Linked DNA regions of Mus musculus: region 1 is linked to region 2. The links are chromatin contacts, called in public HiChIP or PLAC-seq maps. All regions are on one chromosome and are shown on one strand. Each heading gives the region's core, a stretch centred on a gene start, on an enhancer-like site or on the middle of the called end of the contact. The rest is flanking DNA. Distances are from core to core; before and after follow the strand shown. Region 1 holds the start of Trcg1 (taste receptor cell gene 1). Region 2 holds the start of Commd4 (COMM domain containing 4).

Region 1 (4,613 bases), core at 355-2,854, 78 kb after region 2:
GTAACCTAGGTGTGACATCTCATACCTGAAATCCCGGAACCTGAGAGACATAGTCAAGAAGATCAGGAGTACAAGGCTATCCTTAGCAACATATTGAGTTCAAGGTCAGTCTGGACCACAGGAGAACTAACCCAACAAAAACAAACTGTAATTTTGAGATAGGGTCTCAGGTAGATTGAAATTCCTTTGTGGCTGGGGCAGTCATTGAATTCCTGATTCTCCTGTCTCCACCTCCCAGCTGCTGAGACTGTGGGTATGCACCATCTTGTCCAGCTCAATGGTTTAATTCTCTTCTACCATCACACAAATAAGCAGTAAGAGGACATTGTCAGGCCAGGGGCCAGCCTGGAAGAAAAGAGCAGGAAGAGGAAGCAGAAGCCCCTTTGGAGGTAAGATTTGAGTCTTGGGTTGGCGTCCCAGCAGGGCATCGTTATTCCTCAGAATGAGCAGCAGTATCCTATGAGGCTAAAGATGGGCCAGGAAATCTTGATAATAGCCAATCAGACTGCCTGGTTCAGTAGAACTAGCCACTTGACCTAGCTTCTGGCAGGGTTCACAGAATGCTTCTAGCTCTCACCACCAGCTTAGAAGATGGAATGATGAACCAGAACTAGATGAGAAGAAGCTGGCAGAATGTTAACCAAGACCTTTCCTAGACCCTGAAGGATCCACGGCTTGAACCTTGAGATCAGCAGAGAATCAAAGATTGGGGAATCCCGGGATTGTGACTTCCCTCATTTGTATATACCTCCGTAGTAAGTATGTGCATGTGCAAGTGTGTGCTCGTGTGCGTGCACACATACATACATACATACACACACACACACACACACACACACACACACACACACACTGACCCAATTCACACCTTTAGCTGTGGGACCCATTCTGGCTGTTCTTCCTGCCTGGAACTCTTGTCCTGGAAGCACAGTGGTTAGACAGTCTCTCTCATATGTCTCTCTGTAGCAAGAACATAGCCAGGGCATGTGAGAGAAGTTAGGCTGGTTTTGGCCTGGGATTGACCCAGTACTGAGACCTCTAGTACCACATGAAGAATTCTGACCTGGGCGTGATGGCGCACACCTTTAATCCCAGCACTCAGGAGGCAGAGGCAAGCGGATTTCTGAGTTCGAGGCCAGCCTGGTCTACAAAATGAGTTCCAGGACAGCCAGGAACTATACAGAGAAACCCTGTCTCAAAAAAAAAAAAAAAGAATTCTAAATTGGAAAGGAACTGGGTGGAGTCCTAGACACCCCACTCTTTCCTACCTAGTCTTTACAGAAATCTCCAGTCTTGTCTTGTCCTTGTTGGGCTGAGCCTCATAGTGCCCTCTCTGATGACCAAGATGACATCCAGGGACTAAGGTCTCATGAATAGTGAAAGACTCCATGACACTCTTTCTCAAACAGGAAGAGGGTACCAGGAAGAGGATGGGGCCTTGGTGCCCCATCTCTGAAACTAGGAAGGTTCCTATTAGAAGATATGTAAGCAAAGATGAGCATCTGCTGGCCCAGCTGCCTGTGTGTCTAGGCAAATGTCTACCTGGTTCAGAACCCATCCCCGTGTGTTCCACCATACCTACTAACCCCTCAAGACCCTTGGAGCATGTACACATTCTCTCTGAGCCAGGACACAAGAAGACCGTGCACAACATCTACTGCAGAGAGTACAAGGTAGGATACAACCTGTGGGAATCCATGACTTAGTTACCAGGGTAAGAGGGCTCCCCAGCACTTGGCTGTTAGGGACTGAGAGTGACAGGGCTGAGGTGTAGGTGTCCGTATCATGGGGCTTTAAGAAGAAGAGAACCTACTAGAGAGTCCTTACTAGAGGATTGAAATTGACCCACATGAAAAATATTATCAAGCCCTGTGGCTGGACCTTGGGACAGACTAGCACTTAGGAATCTCGTCCTTACTTTGCTGACATTTTGTGACATTGGTGTGAGGCCAGATTCCATTCAACTTACTCCAAGTGCAGGTGGGATTGCATCTGGCCAGGGAGAGCTAGAAGAGCCTCGCCCTCATCCACAGTGATCCTAGACACTTGCCATAGCCTTAACACTGATTCTGACAAGAGATTATTTCTCAGTTTTCAGACATGCCAAATCCTGATTTCATTCTCTTCCCACTGGGACTTGAACCCAGAGTCTTTGCAAAGTAACTCCAGGAGAGTACTCCACCACTGAAATGTGACACTAGCCTCTGTTTTACTTACTTTTGAGACAAGATCTTGATAAGTTGCCTAGGCAGGCCTTGAATTTACCATTTTCCTGCCTTAGCCTTCTGAGTAGCTAAGTTTCCAACCCTGCATAACCAGGAAAGTCCAGACTGGTTTGGTCTCTATTTATTTACTTTCTTATTTACTTACTTTATTTCTTTTTAGACAGGGACTCACTATGTAGACCAAGCTGGTTGCCCTCAAACTCATGATGATCCCCTGCCTCTGACTTCTAAGTGCCAGGTTGAAAGTATACCATATGCCTGGCTCCCTAGGCAGCTACAGCTTTTCCCACTGTGGTCTCAACTAATTCCAGTTTGACAGTTTGAGCTCAGTCTGGTCAGGAGGGTGTCAGAGGGGCAGATGGGAACCCAGAGTCTTGCAGTATGAGCAAGGCTTACTCTTTAGAATAGAGCCATCAAAAATAAAATAAAATAAAAATAAAGAAAAAAGAGAAAAATTTAGCCGGGCAGTGGTGGCACATGCCTTTAATCCCAGCACTCGGGAGGCAGAGGCAGGCGGATTTCTGATTTCGAGGCCAGCCTGGTCTACAGAGTGAGTTCCAGAACAGCCAGGGCTATACAGAGAAACCCTGTCTCGAAAAAGCAAAAAAGAAAAGAAGAAGAAGAAGAAAAAGAAGAAGACTAGAGCCATAACAGACAGGATTTTCCTCAGCCTGAGGCTGTCTGGAAAGCAGTAGCCCCGCCCACCTGGCAAGAGTGGCACAAAGTGTTAGAGCCAATCTCCATCCTCCTCCTAGAGGGCAGAGGCTTCTTGGCAGCACCAGGGGTACCAGGTCAGACCTGGGTATCCAGGGGACACAACTGAGGGAAGAGTTAAGGAAGAGGGGTGTGTACAGGCTTGGGGACAGGTGAGGAGGACTGGGAAGAGCAGCTTCAAGGAGAGGAGTGATCGTGAATTCAGGATTGCGGGTGGGAGTTGTCAGAAGCCAAAGCTCTCTTCTCTCCCTGGGAGACAGCTGTCCCATAGCACCTCCAAGGAGGGCAAGGAACAGGCAGTGGCTTCCTGGGACCAGCAGAGTATAGGGCTACAGATAGCAAGCAACAAAGAAGCCAAGGGAGCGGGTTGAGTGGGAAGGCCTGTAGGATTGTGGATCTGTGGCCTGGGGTAGAACTGTGTCATAAATGATAGTTTTTTTGTCTTAGGAAATATTTCTAGTAGCTGTGCTTACTGATCTATGGCTCTAATCCAAGAGGGAGGCTGAAACAGGAAGCTTGCAGATTTAAGAACAGTCTAAGCTTCGAGTGAGTCAAGGCCAACCCAGGCTACTTAGTGAGACCATGTCTCAAGATTTAAAACAAGAAAAGAAAAAGCTAAAGGGCTGGGGATATAAAAGGTAGCACCATAGGGCAACATGCCAAAGTCCTTAGTCAGTTGAGCTAAACAGATAAATAAGCAGACAGACAAACACCTCCAGGTGGGAAGGGGTATGCCCAAGTAGAAGGGGCTGGGGGTGGTAGGATCCCGGCTGGGATGTCCCAGGCCCAGTTGCTTTGGAGGATTCCCTCTTTTGGGATTCTAGTTATTTTCTCCCCGTCAAGCCTCGCTGACAAAGACTAACGTTGACCCTGGGAACAGGGCTGCTGGTCCAGAGAAGGCCAGGACCTCTTAGGGGAAAAGGCTGCAAACCTAGAGAGAGGGCTGAGACCAGGGGTGCTAAGAGGTTCTCACACTGCTGGTCTCCTACAGTGTGAGAGAGCAATCCTTAGATTTCTATTGCTGTGGTAAAGACTATAACCAAAAACAATTTAGGGAGAAAAGGGCTTATTTAACTTAAGGGTTACATTCCATCAGGCAAAACGAAGGCAGAATTCAGGGTGGGAACATGGAGGCAAGAACAGAGGTAGAGTCCGTGGAGGAGGGCGACGCACTGGCTTATTCTCCCCACTTTGCTCACTCTGCTTTGTCATACACCCCAGGACCACCTGGCCAGGGGTAGCACCACCCACACCGATCGTTAATCAAGAGAATGCCTCCCACAGACTTGCCCACAGATCAATATCATGGAGGTATTTTCCAGTTGAGACTCCTTCTTAGATGCCTCTAGCTTATGCCGAGTTGACAAAACTACCCAACCCAGGGCATGGCACAGAAATGCAGCTAGAGGGGGTCTGGGAAAGACCCTTCTACCCAAAGCCCTTGCCTCCCCCACATAGTTGGTGCCAGGTTCTGACCAGATCTCTAGAAAGGGCTGCTGGCATGACGGAAGCTGCCTATCATGATCTGCCTAACCCAGTCCTTCCCTGTCTAATGGAATGGAAGCAGCGACTGCGCTGGAACAAAGCTGGGGGAGGGGCAGGGTGGGCCATGCTCAGATCCCACAGCACGGTTAGCAACTTGTAACTCACTTCTGACTACTGCTGTCCCCACCC
Region 2 (4,309 bases), core at 119-2,618:
AGGTAACAGAGCATGAGGCCCCATCCTCAGGGAGACTCCTTCACCACCCCAGCCCGCTTCCAGCTCCCAGTCCCAATCTCCTCCTTCCACCCTGAGCCTCTCTCCTCCCAACCCTAAGTAAACCAGTGCACTTAACAATTTTGGCCAGTGTGCTGATCTCTGCCAGGACCCAGTCGGGACAGTCCAGATCGCCACAGAACCGGAACCTCTGCAAGAGAGTAACGTGGGAAGGCAGGCTGGCGGTTGGGCTGAGGTGTGGCCAGGAATGAGTACTGTCTGGTCACCTGTTGTCCCCTATGTCCAGACTGTTGTGAATACTCTGCCCACACTGCCACCTGACCTCGTTCTGACTTTTACTCTCTGCATCCGTGGCAATTTTCCTTAAGTGTCTACCATGCTCCAGCCACAACAACTTGCCCGATTCTCCTTGTTACCCCAGCCCCACTTCTGCCTTCACCTTTGCTGGGCCCTTCCTGGTCCTAGGTTTTTCCAGGCTTGTTGGCAGTGCTGGGGCTCAAAGTCAGGGCCTCGGGCACATCTACCACCGAGCTACAGCACCAGATTCCACTTCCCATAATCTCCTAGTTAACAAAGCACTTTGGGCAGCCAGAGGGAATGCTCGCTATTTTGATAATAGTGATCCAAGTCCCAGTGAGACTTAATCTTTGCTTGTCTCGCTTGATCTTCACCAAGCTCTAGCGCGACAGGATGTGGCACTCTCAAGGAGCCTGGCTCATTCAGAGACTGCACGGCTGTTTCTTGTCTGAGGCTATTCTTTCTCTGCCTCCGCTTCTCATCCGGGTAACACAAATTACCCTTCACCGAGTTGCATCTTCAAGAGTCCTAACACTGCGCTCACGGTTCAGGAAAGCCTCTGCAGTTGGAGAAAGACCTACGGCTGCCAATTCTTGCTTCTGACTTGCCCTCCCCTTCTGCAGCTCGAATCCCGATGCCTGTATGGGCTGGACACTCAACACGCATCTCCTGAATGAATGGATTATGAATCAGAAAGCTTAACCCAATCCCAAAACCACTCCTTCGCTCAGGAAAGCGAGGAGAGGCTTCCTAACCAGTCCTAAGCATGTTTTCGTCCTGTGACCCGACAGTCAGGGAAGTGGGTGACCCAGGGAGGTCCCTTGGGGGCCGTGGAGAGTCTGAGAATCCGGGAGGTGGGACCCTCCGGCCCAGGGATGGACGCGAGGAAACGCGGCTGCGCCTGCAGACTCCGACGTTCCGCCGCGCCCAGGCAGGCGCCAGTGAAGATTGTCTCCTTAAGCTCCTAGAACCACCGAACCCCTTTGTCGCCCGATACCCAACTTCCCATCTTTCCCAATCCCTCACCATGATGTCAGGAGATCCAATCCAGAGCTTCTTCCGGCTTGACTCAGGTCAGCTGACTCTGTGATCACATGACACCTACTGGTACAGGGAGGGCGGACCGTTAATGTAACCAATTGAGAATGCATATTCCTCCAGGAACAAGCAGCCTCTAGCGTTTCACCGGGATTATCTAAACAGAAGGGGATGGGTGGAAATAATTCCATTAATTACTTGGAGGGAGGATCCCATGATCCACGAGTATTGAAGTGGGTTCCACGGTTTCCTTCTTAAGCAATACCGTTATAAAAAACTATGGACTATGACAAAATATTTTTTAATGAAAATCTTACTGACTGCCTAGGGCGTGAGGGCACGCATCTGAAATAACAACACTTGAGAGGCTGTGAGGCAAAAGGATCAGAAGTTTAAGACAGCCTGGACTACAGAGTGAGACTCCAAACCTAAAACTGCCCAGATGGCTTAGAGTACCACCCAAGTTCGAACCCCGGAACCTTGTATAAAGGTGGAAGGAGAGCGCCAACTCACAAAAATCGTTCTCGACACAAGTATGGCCACGCTTGCAGCACACACACACACACACACACACACACACACACACACACACACACACACTAAACCTTTCAGGTGCCTAGCACCCATGTAAAACTCTGGACTAGGGGGTGTAAATAGAGATAGGTGGATCCCCAGAGCTCACCAGCCTCTTAGTCAAACTAATCTGTGGGCTCCTAGTACAGTAAGAGGCCCGGGTTGGACAGGTAGGGGTGGGGGAGTGGAGCTCGAAGACACTTAGCAAATGATGTTGACCTCTGACTGCCATGTGCACACAGGGGCATTCACACACACACACACACACACACACACACCCCAAATCACCCACCTATACACTAAAACAAAAATATATTAATGAACATAAATAAGACACTATTAAAAATATGATGCACGTGCAGGAAATTATATGTAAGGGTGAAGCTAAAAGAATCTTCATAAACTGTACCCCTCACCCCCGTGTAAACATAACCAGTAACCAGATTAAAACAAACAAACCCAGAATGTTACTAGTACCCTCCCTCCTCATATCTCCTTCAAGTCTGGCTGTTTTTTAAAACTCCTTATTGATTCTTGGAGTTTCACATCATGCACTCCACTTCCCTCATATCCACCCTTCTTCCCCAAATAAAACACAAGCACAACCACACATACACATACAAGCACACACACACCACCACTACCAACAACAACAACAACAACCAAGCACAGAAAAAGTTCAACTTGGCCAGGCGGTGGTGACACACACCTTTAATCCCAGCACTTGGGAGGCAAAGGCAGGGTGATTTCTGAGTTCGATGCCAGCCTGATCTACAAAGTGAGTTCCAGGACAGCCAGGGCTACACAGAGAAATCCTGTCTTGAAAAAAAAAACAAACAAACACCCCCCCCCCAAAAAAAAAGAAAGAAAGAAAGAAAGAAAGAAAGAAAGAAAGAAAGAAAGAAAGAAAGAAAGAAAAAGTTCAACTTGGAAGCTGTAGTGTGTCACAGTGTGTCCCACAGTCTATCCCTCTGTCCACACACCTTCACTTGCAAATGTTCATTGCAATGAGTCATTGGTCTGGTTCAAGATCTCTGGCTTCTGCGACACCATCAATATTGGGTTCTCATCGGAACTCCTCCCAGTTACCCCGTTGTTGTTTTGTGTTATGGAGACCCTGCAACAGCAGGACTGGCCTTCACACATCTCAATCCTTCGCAGATGATACAGATTTTGGGGTGGGTCAATTCACAGACCAGGATCTGGGCCTGGGTGATAGCTGAGCTGGTCAGCCCACCAGATCTGCCCCATCAGCACCACCAAAGCAAGTTCTCCAGCACTGGTCCCGATAGGACATCCAATTCTTCCATTAGAAGGAGGCAGGGTCAGCTCTCCTGCTCTCATGGGGCCAGCTCATCCACCCCATGGTTCTACAACCAGCTCCACTGTGCTGCCCAGGTAAGGTGCAGACAGCTCCCCTGAGTGCTGTAGCCAGTAAGGGGCAGGGCCAGCTCACTCACTCTTAGGAACTCAGGGTCAGCTCTCCCAACTGCTTCAGGTGGCAAGGGTGAGGGAGCATGGCCCCTTGTCCTCCACCCCCAACTCCCCACCCCAGACTACTTTACAGCAGATGATTGGCAGGGCCAACTTTCCTATGCCCCTGCCACCAGGGCCAGCCAGCTCTATTGTGCTATGGCTGTGCATTTGACTTCACTTTTGTGATAGGACTTTTGGGTGTTTAGCACAAATGGCCATAATATTTTATGTAACCAGGAAAAATTCCTTTCAGTTTTGCTAGCACCAGACATTATTTTTAAACTTAAAATAATAATTATTTCTCTTATTTATATATGTGCATTTCCTGTGTGAGCTTATGTGTCCCACGTGCATGCAGTAGCCCTCAGAGTCTCAAACTGGAATTAGAGGTGTGTGTGAGCCAACTGATGGGGTAGCTGAGAAGTGAACTTGGATCCTCTGGAAAACTAAGGTGTTTTAACCTTAACCCTTGAGCCATCTCTCCAACTCCTATATAGCAATTTAAGTCCCGATGAATAGCAGAGCTGCTGCTTACCTTTCTGGTGTTATTAGGGAAACAGGAGGTAGGGTCCACAGCCAGCCCATAAGGAAGGAGTCAGTCCTCATGGCCTGGAACCCCTGGAACATCCTCAGGAACTACAAATTGATCGTTTGACCAGTAGGGTTTTACCTTTACATCCTACTGGGGATGGCAGGGCCTTTTAATAGATTTTCTGGGTGTCTGGGTAAAGATTCTCCCAGCCCAAGCCTTTGTTTAAGATGCTGGGGCACATTCAGCATTAGGCTGGAATTACTTGGGTATGGGAGGGCTGCTCGCAATGGGAGGAGGGAATGACCCGAACTGCTGGGTCCTGGGCTCTTGACAGCTCACTTGCTCCCACGTAGCATCCCTCAAAGGGAGCCTGGG

Evidence for each region. HiChIP or PLAC-seq counts read pairs in DNA pulled down with a chosen protein or histone mark.
Region 1: a contact with region 2 is called in an H3K4me3 HiChIP or PLAC-seq map of bone marrow-derived macrophages, with 3 times the contacts expected there. The contact joins the promoter of Trcg1 here to the promoter of Commd4 in region 2. A contact is called at or near these places in 14 of 39 promoter capture datasets (the 3T3-L1 cell line, 3T3-L1-derived adipocytes, the C10 cell line and 7 more), 1 of 15 datasets of contacts at CTCF or cohesin (embryonic stem cells), 50 of 484 Hi-C or Micro-C datasets (2-cell-like embryonic stem cells, the 4T1 cell line, the AtT-20 cell line and 31 more), 17 of 115 datasets of contacts at active chromatin or transcription factors (the SCID.adh cell line, bone marrow-derived macrophages, craniofacial prominence and 7 more) and 3 of 9 other capture datasets (adipose tissue, liver and pancreatic islet).

What each region holds. Positions count from the first base shown.
Region 1 is chr9:57,234,952-57,239,564 of GRCm38.p6, forward strand. Trcg1 (taste receptor cell gene 1) reads left to right here and starts at 1,605. Exons shown (of 13, transcript NM_001014398.2): 1 at 1,605-1,673.
Region 2 is chr9:57,156,931-57,161,239 of GRCm38.p6, forward strand. It overlaps Commd4 (COMM domain containing 4), which reads right to left and starts at 1,369. Exons shown (of 8, transcript NM_025417.2): 1 at 1,342-1,369; 2 at 137-208. The coding sequence starts at 1,344.